2 separate regions of the Sminthopsis crassicaudata genome follow, and region 2 is linked to region 1. Evidence: chromatin contacts called from public Hi-C data. All regions are on one chromosome and are shown on one strand. The core of a region is the stretch at or near the end of the contact, and the rest is flanking DNA. Distances in the headings are between cores, read along the strand shown. Region 1 holds the start of PIGQ (phosphatidylinositol glycan anchor biosynthesis class Q). Region 2 holds the start of CAPN15 (calpain 15).

Region 1 (5,517 bases), core at 1,278-3,777:
GTTGTGGGAGAGGAGACTTGACAAGTGCCCTCAGAAACTTGGCACAAAAATCCTGAAAGATTAGAAATGATTTTTCTTAATCTAACCAGAAATTTTTAACCTGGGACCCATGAGCTTATTTTTAGAAATATTTTGATAACTGTATTTCAACAATTATTTCCTTTTATAATGTTATATATTTTATGTGTTTAAAATCTGAGAAAAGGCCCATAGGTTTTGTGTCTATGATACAAAAAGATGACAAACACTGGATCTAACCCAAATCCTGTATGCAATGCAAAACCCCATTCTTCCTATTTGGTCTTTATCTGAGAAAAGGAAAAGTTGACCCTGGTTCTCAGTTTGCTTCTCTTAGTCACCCAAGGTTTGTTTTCTCCTCCTTAAAGCCACTTGGTTCTCATCCAATTTCCTTCCTATCTCTCCACATTCACCGAAGAGGCTCCTCATTAACATTCAGGAATGAACAAAAAGTCCTCTCTTTGGTTTTTAAATACCTGTTAAAGAAACAGCCTGGAATGTGCTAGACCATCTCCATCTTTCTGATGACAGGCCACTCTCAGGCAGTCATTCAGTCCTTGAAAAAAATGTATTAAATACTATATAAAAAACATGAAGGTACTATGTAGTACTAGGAAAGATGTGACAAATAAGATACAATCTACTAATGAGGAACTTATTTTTAAAAAGATTATAGAGCTGCAAGAACTCTAAAAGATTTGGTCCAATCTCTTAATTTTACAGATTAGAAACTGAGGCTCAGAAAGAAAGGAAGTTTCTTGCCTAGATAAAATCAGTCAGTCATGAATTATGGAGTCAAAAGATTTGAACTGAGATTCTTGCCTCCAAATCTAAGACTGGTTCAACTACATCTGGAAACCATGTAGCATCAATAGCTGTGATAAAAGAGACGTGACGTATATGCAGAAAAAGAAAGCTCTCCATGCTCTGATTTGGGGATTGTCCATGGCAAAGATTTCCATCTATTCCTAGAGCAGCTGGTGTGTATCCAGGAAATGGGAACTCACCTCAAGGAGAAGCAGGAAAGTAAATATGTTTATCTCCATCCCTGCCAAAGACACGTGATGCATTCCAAAGTCAAAGAGAAATGAACTTTTGAATTCCACGCTATTTTGGGCCCCAAAAAACAGAGGGTTGGCTATGTTATGACTCAGGGGTCCATGCATTTTTTTCTCCTCTCAAGGTCTTTATTTTGATCTAGATTTCCCTCTGGTGGCTAAAACAAGAAACAGCAAGAATCCCTGAATCATTAGCTTAAAGTATTTTAAGAGATATCTTAATGATCATTCTCACTTTGGCAGATGGAAAAAGTGAGACCCAGAGAAGGGAGGGCATCCACAGTGAGTAGCAGCCACCCAGGGCTCCTATCTCTTAATCTCGAGTTTTCTCTCAGCCCACCCTGCAAATCCAATCTGTTGCCAAGACATCAATTTTATCTTGTAACATTTCTCATTACTTGCCCCCCTCCCCTTCTTTCTGCTGACACTATCACCAGTCTTTCAAATAGTCCAAAACTGGACTACTGTTATACCCTTAATGTCTTTTTCTCAAATTTCTCCCCATTCGAGCCCACCCCCTCAGCTGTCAAGCTGATCTTAAAGCCCTGACCGGCAGTGTCACCCCTATAGTCAGTAACCTTCGGTGGCTCCCTGTTACCTTCAGGATCAAATACAAGGTCCTCTCTTTGGTTTTTAGAGTCATTAATAATGTGCCCTCTCCCTATCTTTCAGATTTTTTGTAATCTAGTGCTTCTCTTTCACAACACACTCCTTCTTTAGACATTTTCAAAATGGCTCCAAATTCCTTTAAATAATGGCTCTAGACATTTGCACTTAACCGTCTTCCATGCCTACAATTCTTTCTCCTCATCTCCATCTTGCTTAACTTCCTACAAATGCCATATGAAATGCTACCTTCTATAAGAAAGAAGCCTTTTCGAATCTCCTTTAATGCTAATGCTTTCTGTTGATTATCTCCAATTTGTTCCTTATATATCTAGTTTTCACATAGTTGTTTGTGTGTTCTTTCTCCTATTAGACTGTGAACTCCTTGAGGATAGGGATTTTTTTCCCCTGTCTCCTCAGGCCTTAGCATGGGTGCTGGCTCATAAAAGGTCCTTAATAAATGCTTGCTGGCCAGATGTGCTTACACCATCTTTGCTCAGCTTAAATGCTGCTGTGTAGCATTTCACCCAAAACTTCCTCCCAACCAGCCTTATCTAGATTCACTTACTCTCCATTAAAATTCAAAATCTGCCTTCCACAAACTTCAACTTCTCTTTTCCCGGAAACTCTTCTAATTGCCCAGCCCGCGTGCTTTTCTTTGGAGACTCTTATTCAAGGTTTTCCTATGGCCCCAGGGGCCCTGCAGGGATGTGAGCTGGGAACCGGTCCAAAGGTTTTACTCCTTTTCCCTCTCTCACCTTCCCAGGCCCAGAATGGATACAGCCCAGGGGCAGGGCTCCGCCAAGCTGTGTCAACAGAAGTCTGGTCTCTAACAACATAAGTCTTTCTTTCCTCCCCTTCTCCACAGGGTTTCTGAGATGTGTGTGGAGCTGAGAGACAGGTTCCCCAATGGTCCTGAAGAGGTAGGAGGAACTGACATCTCCCACCCACCCTCTATTCCCCCCAACCTAGGGCTGACTGGGAGCCTCTTCTGAGCCAGAGATCTTAGTCTGCCCATTGGCAAATGAATTTCAGGATAAAATGGGAGGGAGGAGGGGACTCCCAGGATACTTGGGTCCCAAAACTGTGCAGAAGATAACACCGGGGTGGTCATGACTAATAGTTCATTGGAGTGTTAGTCTTGGATTTGGGGGCTTCCTTTGTAGTCTCTTTACAGTTTCTTAAGACTCAATTGAAGAGGCAGCTAGGTGGCACAGTGGATAGAGCACCAGCCCTGAATTCAGGAGGACCAGAGTTCAAATCTTGTCTCAGACACTTAGCACTTCCAAGCTGTGTGACCCTGGGCAAGTCACTTAACCCCAGCCTCAAAAAAAAAAAAAAAAAAAAAGACTCAACCTTTAATAATACTTTAAAATCTGTCCTTTCCTCTGGGAGCTATACTAAGGTAGAAGGAGTGACCCATACTCTTTAGGACTAAAGGCATAGGAAGGAAAGGCTTCTCCTGCCTCAGAGGAGGTCACTGGGTGGGGTGGGACAATGAAATATTGGCATTTTTTTTCGAAGCTTTCTATTTAAATTGATTCCACTGAGGGGAAGGAGATTGAGTGGTTCCGGGGGTGAAGGGAGAGAGAGTGGTTCCGGGGTGAAGGAGAGAGAGAGGTTCTTGGGAAGACTTCATTGAAGAAGCAAGGCTTGAGGTGGGCTTTTGCAATATAGGGACTAAAAAAAAATCACTTTAGTTTCTTTTATAGCAAAGTCTCAAAGCTGAAAAGATTAATTTTAAATTTAGAGGTAATCTAGTGTAACTTCCCATCTCATGCAGGAATCCCCTCTACAGCATGATTGATAAGAGGTCAAATAGCCTCTGCTTGAATACTCCCAGAGATGGGGAACTCAATGCCAGCATCTGATTGTTAGGAAGTTCTTCCTTCGGACTCCCTTTGGCTCTGGGAGCAGAGATGGCACATGCCTCGGACACAGGTAGGCAACAGAAGGAAGAGTTCCTCAGGGCCATGCATGCCCTCCAAGCCATTTCTGATCATACCTTGCAAGTGGCCAGCCCTCTTCTGGAACACCCTGGAGGCCTGAGCCTGCTCACTGGCCCTCACCTTCACCACCTGGCCCAACAAAGCCACGGCCTGTGTATGGAACTGGACCACGTGGGTCAGCTCCTGCGATTCCAGCAGGACCGGCTCCTAAGGCAGATCCCCACTCCAGGGGGAGTCAGAGGCTTGCACTGTTCCCTGGATGGGATGCTCTACCTGACCTTTGATGAGGCGCCCTGCATCCAAATCCTTGACCTCTCTGGCCACCCTCTCCATTCTCTGCCCTGCAGCCTGCCAGGTCCAGGAGCCTTTGTGTCAGAGGATGTGACTGTGACGGGCTCAGGGCTAGTGTTGGTCAGCAGCCTGGTCCATAGAGCAGTTTTTGCCTTCCACCACCTTTCTAAGGCCTCCAAAGGCGAATGGGTGAAAATCTTGACCTTTGCATCCCCCAGAGGGCTGGGAGTCGATGCTCTGGGACGCTTCCTAGTAGCAGACTATGTCTCAGGCTTAATCCATAGCTTTTCACTGAACTCATCATTCAAGGTCCTTAGTCTGACTGCTGTCTCTGGCCTGTGTGGCCCCCGTTATGTGAGTAATGGCCCAGATGGGGGCTTTGTGGTCAGTGAAGAGTGTGGAGATGTCCACCTCTTTGGCCATGCTCACCAGCCACTGGGCTCGCTGGGCAGCCGCTTTCAGCACCCATTTGGCAACCCTGCTGGTGTCTGCACTGATGCCCAAGACAACATAATTGTTGCTGATGAACAGCGCAAAGAAGTAACCCTATTCCCACCAACTGGAGCCCCAGTGAGACTGGTATCTAAAGGTCTACAAAGGCCCACAGGAGTGGCCTGTGCCTCCCATGGCCGACTGTTGGTAGCTGACAATGGAGATAATTGTGTCAAAATTTTTAAATATCAAATGTAGCCCTTAAGATAATCTGGGGGGCACTGGGCAGGAGGAGCGGGAGACTCTCTGTCCCAGACACTAATGTATCATCAGGATGTCATGAAGCAAGGGTTAGGACTCCTGTGTTCTTGTCCTATTAGTATGATCTGGGACTATGCCTCATTTTCCCTGTTTGAACCATGAGAAGATACTCCACTTTGCAAAAGGTTCTTTCCAAATGGAGTGAGAGGGACACATTGTGGAACATCCAACAGCTGTTTGCTAATCTGCCTCATGTTTCTGGGATTCTTGGCCCTGACTCCCAGGAGTAGGGGCCTGAATAGTTCCAAGGTAAAGATTCTGGGACTGAAGGTTAATTCAGCATCAACCAATCAAGTCTTTTCCCAGTCCTGTAATGTGCTACATAAAAGGTTATAGTATTGGCGGGTAAGAGAGAATAGGAAACTGGGGCAATGAAAGAAAGGAGCAGAGAAGGACTTCATAGCCTCTGAAGAAAAGTCAACAACATAGATATCCATAATAGGGCAGCTAAGTGGCACAATACATTAAAATACTGGGCCTGGAGGCAGGACTCATCTTCCTGAGTTCAAATCTGATCTCAATTCTCACTTAGCTGAGTGACTAGGCAAGTCACTTAATCCTGTTTACCTCAGTTTCTCGTCTGTAAAATGAGCGAAGTAAAAGGAAAAGCATTTTGGTATATCTACCAAAAAAGCCCCAATGGGATCATGAAGAATCAACTCAATTTACTTATCATTTATCTGTTAGATATAGAAGATCCTTATCTATAATTTATCCTTAGCCCTATTTTCAAATATATACTCATTTGATTTAGAATTGAATGGGACTTCATAAATCTAAACAAATTTCATTTTAAAGAGGAAAAAGCTATCTATAGGACTCAATTTATGCCATAAAAAGTT
Region 2 (5,517 bases), core at 821-3,320, 180 kb before region 1:
GCACATTCATGAAAAAAAATTAAGAAAATTCCCTTCCCAAACAAATGTAAATCATACATTGGATGGGAACCCAAATCTCCTGACCAGGTCCAAAGCACCTTTTACATTATAACAGTGTTTCTCAACCCTTTTGAATGAGTTTTTTAATATCAAAATTTTTTTGATATTTGTGCCCCTACACACAGGAGAGTAGTTATGCTACTAATTTCAATTGATTGAGGGAGAACCCACAATGACAAAAACCTACTTTGATTTCAGTAACATTTTGAATTGGCATTTTACTATTGATAGCATTTATACATAAACAGTAATATTTGTATATGAGAGCTATCTTTAGTTTAAAGAAGGTATCTTTTCTTATTGGTAGATTAAATCCCCCTTGCAAAAAAAAAAAAAAAAAACCCTTTGCACCCCTTGCACCAGAAGAGTTTATTCACTCTGAGTATCTTCTGGTATATTCTAATCTATAAAACTTCTTTGATTTCTGTTCACTTTGATTTTGGGTAAATAGATTTAGTCATTATTTGCCATTTATGAATGTTTTTTTATGTGACCTGTTTTTGGTATAGTAAGAGACCAAGCTGGAGGACCAAGTTTGATACAGTGACTTTTTGTTCTGATTCAGCCCTAAATTTATGACAGCAATACTTAGTAAGGCAGATATGTTTCTAGTGTGTTATTCCTCTCAAAGAAAAGGAATTCTGGCACTACAATTTAAGTTTAATATGTATGAAAAAAACACCAACATGTGAGTAATCTAATCACAGTTTCATATGCAGTCCACTTCTCTGGCCTTCTTTGTGTAGTATTTATTGATGGTTTTCTAGTTCACAATAAAAACATTTTTTGAAAAAAGAGAATGAAAGGTGACTGAAAAGGCAGAAGGAGAAAGCTAGGAGGGGTTCTGAACAAATAGGAATTGAGGAGTGTTTGAGGTATGATGATGTTTAAAATGTTCCTTTTGAAGATGCTAACACTGAAGGCAGAAGGGGATTGAGAAAAGTTGGAGGCAGAATGAGTCTTTAGAAGGTCTGGGAGACAGAATGAAAATGCAAAATGACCCTGAAAAGATGAAGGGCTTCAAAGAAATAGATGTATTTTGGGTAAGGTCTGAAGAAGATGAAGATTGAAGAAGATTGGGAGAATGAGAAGAAGGGATAGAGGCTTGAAAAGGCAAAATGAGGATGAGGAGGAACTGGGAGGAATTTCTGAGGAGATAGGATATCCCTGGGGCTGGGAAAGCGGGAGCATTGAGGAGGCAGGGGATGTCCTTGGAGCTAATGAGAAGAGGGTGGCCGCTGAAGCTGGGATGAAGGTGCAGGGAAATGTGGGGGTGCTGAGGGAATAGAGGGGTCCTTGGGACTGAGGATGTGTAGGCTCAGAGAAGAGAGGGGGACTCTTTGGGGCTAATACCAAGGAGGAAGGGGACAGTTGGGACTGAGAAAGCAGGACAGTCCCTGAAGCTGAGGTGAATGTGCCGCGGGGAGGTTAAGAAGATGGAGTTCCCTGAGGCTGGAGCAAAGGTGCTGATCGATGTGGGAGACTTTCAGGAAGCAGAGGGTCCTTGGGGCTGGGGATGTGGAGGGGCTAGGGAGGCAGAGGGGTCTTTGGGGTAGAGAAGTGAGGGTGCTGCCTTGGGGCTGGGACAAACGTGCAGAGAGTGCTGAGGAGGCAGAAGGTTCCTGAGGAAGGAGTTGGGGGAGGGATGCCTTTGGAGCAGGGTCGAATGGACAGGGTATCTCCTAGGGGTAATCTGAGGCGCTAAGAGCTCTCCTGCTCCTCCTCGCCCCATCCTCCACCCCCAAAGAGCATCCTGAGCTATGTAGTTACAATCTCACTACATGAACTTTCCTTAAGGTCCAATCCTGGACAGCCTCGCTCTCCCTCTACTAGCTCTTCCAGCACCTAGTGCTCTGTAACGGGATGGAGAGCATCCATCCCTACTCGGGAATTTAAGAGGCAACCTGCCATAAGAACTACAACTCCCAGCATGCCTCGACAAGTCCTAGGATGGCCAGCTTCCGTTCCGGCCTCCCCCTAGCTTTCTGGGGCTTGTAGTCTCTGCGCGCGATTCACAGAGCCGCTTTCGCTCCCGGCGCGCCGTAGTTGCCGGACCCCTTATGGGGGGCTACGCTACGGAGGCGGCGTAAGGCCGGGTTTCTGGACTCCCGAGCGCGCTCTGCTAGGCTCCTCAGGCTGAGGCAGAGGAAACAGTTTCCAAAACGGCCGGACGAGCGGCATCTAGCCGTCTTGCGGCGCGGGGAGGGAGGCAGGCGGGCGGGCGGCCGGCAGGGGCGGCGCTGCTCTCTCCGGAGGCAGAAGTTGTGGCGCGGCGCCCAACCGCTGGTGGAGGGAGGCCCTGGACCGGGGCCGGGCCCGGCTGGGCTGGGGGGCCCGGGGCCGCGGGGCGTCCACAGGCGCCTCCGGACTGCGCGGGTGAGTGCGTTCCGGAGTCGGAGCTCTGAGGGCTTCAGCCGGGGCCTTCGCTGGCCGCCTCGGCTCCCCCGGGGGTCCCAACGCCGGGCCGCCGAGCCCAGCCTTGTCCGCCGCCGCCGCCGCGCGCCGGGGCCGGGCCGGGGAGGAGGGAGGGAGGAAAGGAGGGAGGGGATCCGCACCGCAGCCAGGCCCCTCCCCTCCGCACCCCCTCCCCGCCCCCGGCCCTCCCTCCGGCCGCCGGAGCTCCGGACCTGGGACCTGGAGGAAACGCGGGCTAAGTGAAACTGTTGCAGTCCCTGCCCCGGGCAACCCCGCCCGGCGCGAGCTCCGTCCAGCCCTCTGTCCATCCGTCTGTCCGTCTCGCCGCTCCCGGCGCTCCTGGGCATCCCGAAAAGTCGGCAGGAGGTAGTGCTAATTTATTTATGACCCGAGCCTGTTGTTACTGTTGCTGTCGTCTCGCTGAACTTGCCCGTCTCCTCGGGAGGGAGGGAGGGAGAGGAGAGGAAGGGAAGGAGAAGGATGCCCCGGAGCTGGCGGCGGGCAGCAGCTGGTCCCCGCAGCCCAGGGCGGGCAGGTGTGGGCTCCTGACTCAGCTTCGGGGATTTGGGTCCCTGAGGATGGAGCAGATGCTTCGGCGCCCATGCGGTGGGCAGAGCAGCCTTGGGGGAGAGCGGGGCAGGGGGCCAGCCCGGGGCTTCCAGGGCAGGGAGCCGGGGGCAGACATTTTTGATCTTGGGCCAGAACAAATGGCCTGAGGGAGGATTGCTGTGGCCTCGGACTGGATGTCACCTGGAAAGCTACAGGGGCTAGCCAGAAGGTGTTTCTCCTACTGGGTGCTCTCACCTCTTGCCTGTCCTTGGTTGTCCTTATTCTTCAAATACTGTTTTTATTTATTAATTTATTTCTTGAAGAAAGGGGGAGGGGAACCAGTCAGTCTAGATTTATAGTTCCCTAAGTCAACATAAAAGGAAGTATCAGCCTTCTTTCCACGTCCATAGCCTGTGACTCCAGGAACTGTTGGAGGCCCCACGGGCTGGGGGGCCCATCCTGTGTGGTGACTTCCAGTTCTTCCTCTTTTCTTATTTCCCAGTTTGTCTTTGCGGACGAAGGGCACCTTGCAGTGTTTCTGAAGAACTTAGTATTGATTAAAACAACATTTACCAGGGTCATGGGGGTAATGCCATAGCCCTTGGGCTTCACAGTTCTTCCGGGATAGCTGCATAAAGAGGCCATTCTAGTGGAGAAAGGCAGAGAATGAACTATCTTTGTTTTAGGAAGGGTAAATCGGGCCTGAGCCTAACTAGATCTGGAAATTCAGCTAGAGAAGTGAAGTCCATTGGTTTTTACTGTAAATGATGGGACTAAGTAAGTGATTTTAGGGACCCTAAAAATGAACTTTTGGTCTAGAATGGATTTCCCTAGAAATGTTTGGAGTTTGTGACTTGGATTAGTGAGGTTTTATGTAGGGATCTGTGCTAGGGCAGGGTGAGGAAAAGTATACTCTGATCTGGGTCACTGATCTCTATGAAATTGGGTCTCTACTCCGAATATTTCGTCTGTGGAACCTCAGAAGTAATTTATCTAGCTGCTTCCTCTGAGTGGTGGGGTAGAAAGAACCCTGGATTGGGAGTGTGAAGATTTGTGTTGCAAGTGCAGCTTCTGCTACTGACCCTCAGGGTGACTTTAAACGAGTCATTTGACCTCTTTAAGATTTAATTTTCTTATCTCTGAAAGGGGCCCTCCCAGGACCATAGAATTTTGGGTCTTTTGTTTTATTTTGTGTGTTTGTGTTTTGTTTTGTTTTTTTAAAGGAAAGTTTTATAAATCATGAAGTCCTGTGTAAATTTGAACTGCTATTATGATTGCTATTATCTTTACTTTGGCAAATATGGAGATTGCCCCTCTAATACCAACCAGTACCAGGGTATTAAGTCAGTTTAGCATGTGTGAAGGGAGTGGACGGGAGAGAAGGGAGTAGTCATATCTTTTTTCAGTTGTAAGTGACTCTTGGGGAGAGGATTGAGAACAATATTATTTTCTAGTGCCTTACAGAAAGAGTGAACCTACCATCCAGTAGAGGAGGTTAAGATGACTCCATAATGAACAGATGTCTGGTGGAAGCTGATCTTGCAGGGAATCAACTTAAATCAGGGCTTAGGGTCATGTGTGCCTTTGTGCTTCACTTGTCTAAAATTTATCCTCTTCTTTTCCTTCCAAGTCTGAGAATCCCCCAAGCTGCTTATCTTTCCAACCTTCTTATTGTTGAACAGACTGAATTGTATTATACTTGGTGTGTGACCTAGTGGAAAATGAGTTGTTTGAATCAGGACTTCTTCCATTCCTAGACTCAAGATTCAGTGGCTAGATGTTTTTATGCAAGGAGGCATGACCTCTATGTTCTTCAGCCTCTCTGTTAAGTAGAGATTTTAATACTTGCTTTTGCTCTTCAAAGACTGAGTTTTATAGATCAAAAGCCACCCATTTTACAGAAGAGCAGACAGAGGACTAGAGAGATAACATCTCTCTACAGTCGTTGCAGAATCATGTCTCAAGTCTCAGCCTAAAGATCTGTTCTACTATATCTTGCTGCTTTCTTATTAGGAATGGAGAGATGTTAGAAAGACAAATGAAAGTAATTTTAATTCACAGGGGAAAAAAGGTTCTTATATTAATGCAAGGTAGTAGTAATATTACTGACAGGTGCCTGTTAAACATCACACCCGTGATTTAATTCTCTTCTGACTTTGGTATGGCTTGGTATGCTCAGTGATATAATAGCAAGAATTGTATTTTATGCTCCTAAATTCCCAACCATAGCTACTACAGGCAGTTAGTGATTCTCAGCTGAGATCTGTTGAAGGAACAATCCACTTCTTGGTCCCTGTTTGGTCTAGTTATCTATTAAATCAGAGAGAATTATAATTTAGCAAATATGAATTATCCCTGAAAAATTTGTTTCTCTTCACTGTGGATACTTGGAATCTCAGGTGCTACTTTTTATACACATGATTACTTTGTATATATTTTATAATTATTTAATTAGATACATTGTGATGAAGTGAAAAGAGTAAAAGTTAGGAA

The links. A called contact is a pair of places that touch in the nucleus more often than the background predicts.
Region 2: a contact with region 1 is called in a Hi-C map of hippocampus, with 4 times the contacts expected there. The contact joins the promoter of CAPN15 here to the promoter of PIGQ in region 1. A contact is called at or near these places in 2 of 2 Hi-C or Micro-C datasets (fibroblasts and hippocampus).

What each region holds. Positions count from the first base shown.
Region 1 is chr1:394,604,744-394,610,260 of ASM4859323v1, reverse strand. It overlaps PIGQ (phosphatidylinositol glycan anchor biosynthesis class Q), which reads left to right and starts at 2,527. Exons shown (of 12, transcript XM_074279791.1): 1 at 2,527-2,605; 2 at 3,466-3,623. It overlaps NHLRC4 (NHL repeat containing 4), which reads left to right and starts at 3,630. Exons shown (of 1, transcript XM_074279792.1): 1 at 3,630-5,517. The coding sequence starts at 3,656. The coding sequence ends at 4,612.
Region 2 is chr1:394,788,019-394,793,535 of ASM4859323v1, reverse strand. CAPN15 (calpain 15) reads left to right here and starts at 2,070. Exons shown (of 13, transcript XM_074279804.1): 1 at 2,070-2,841.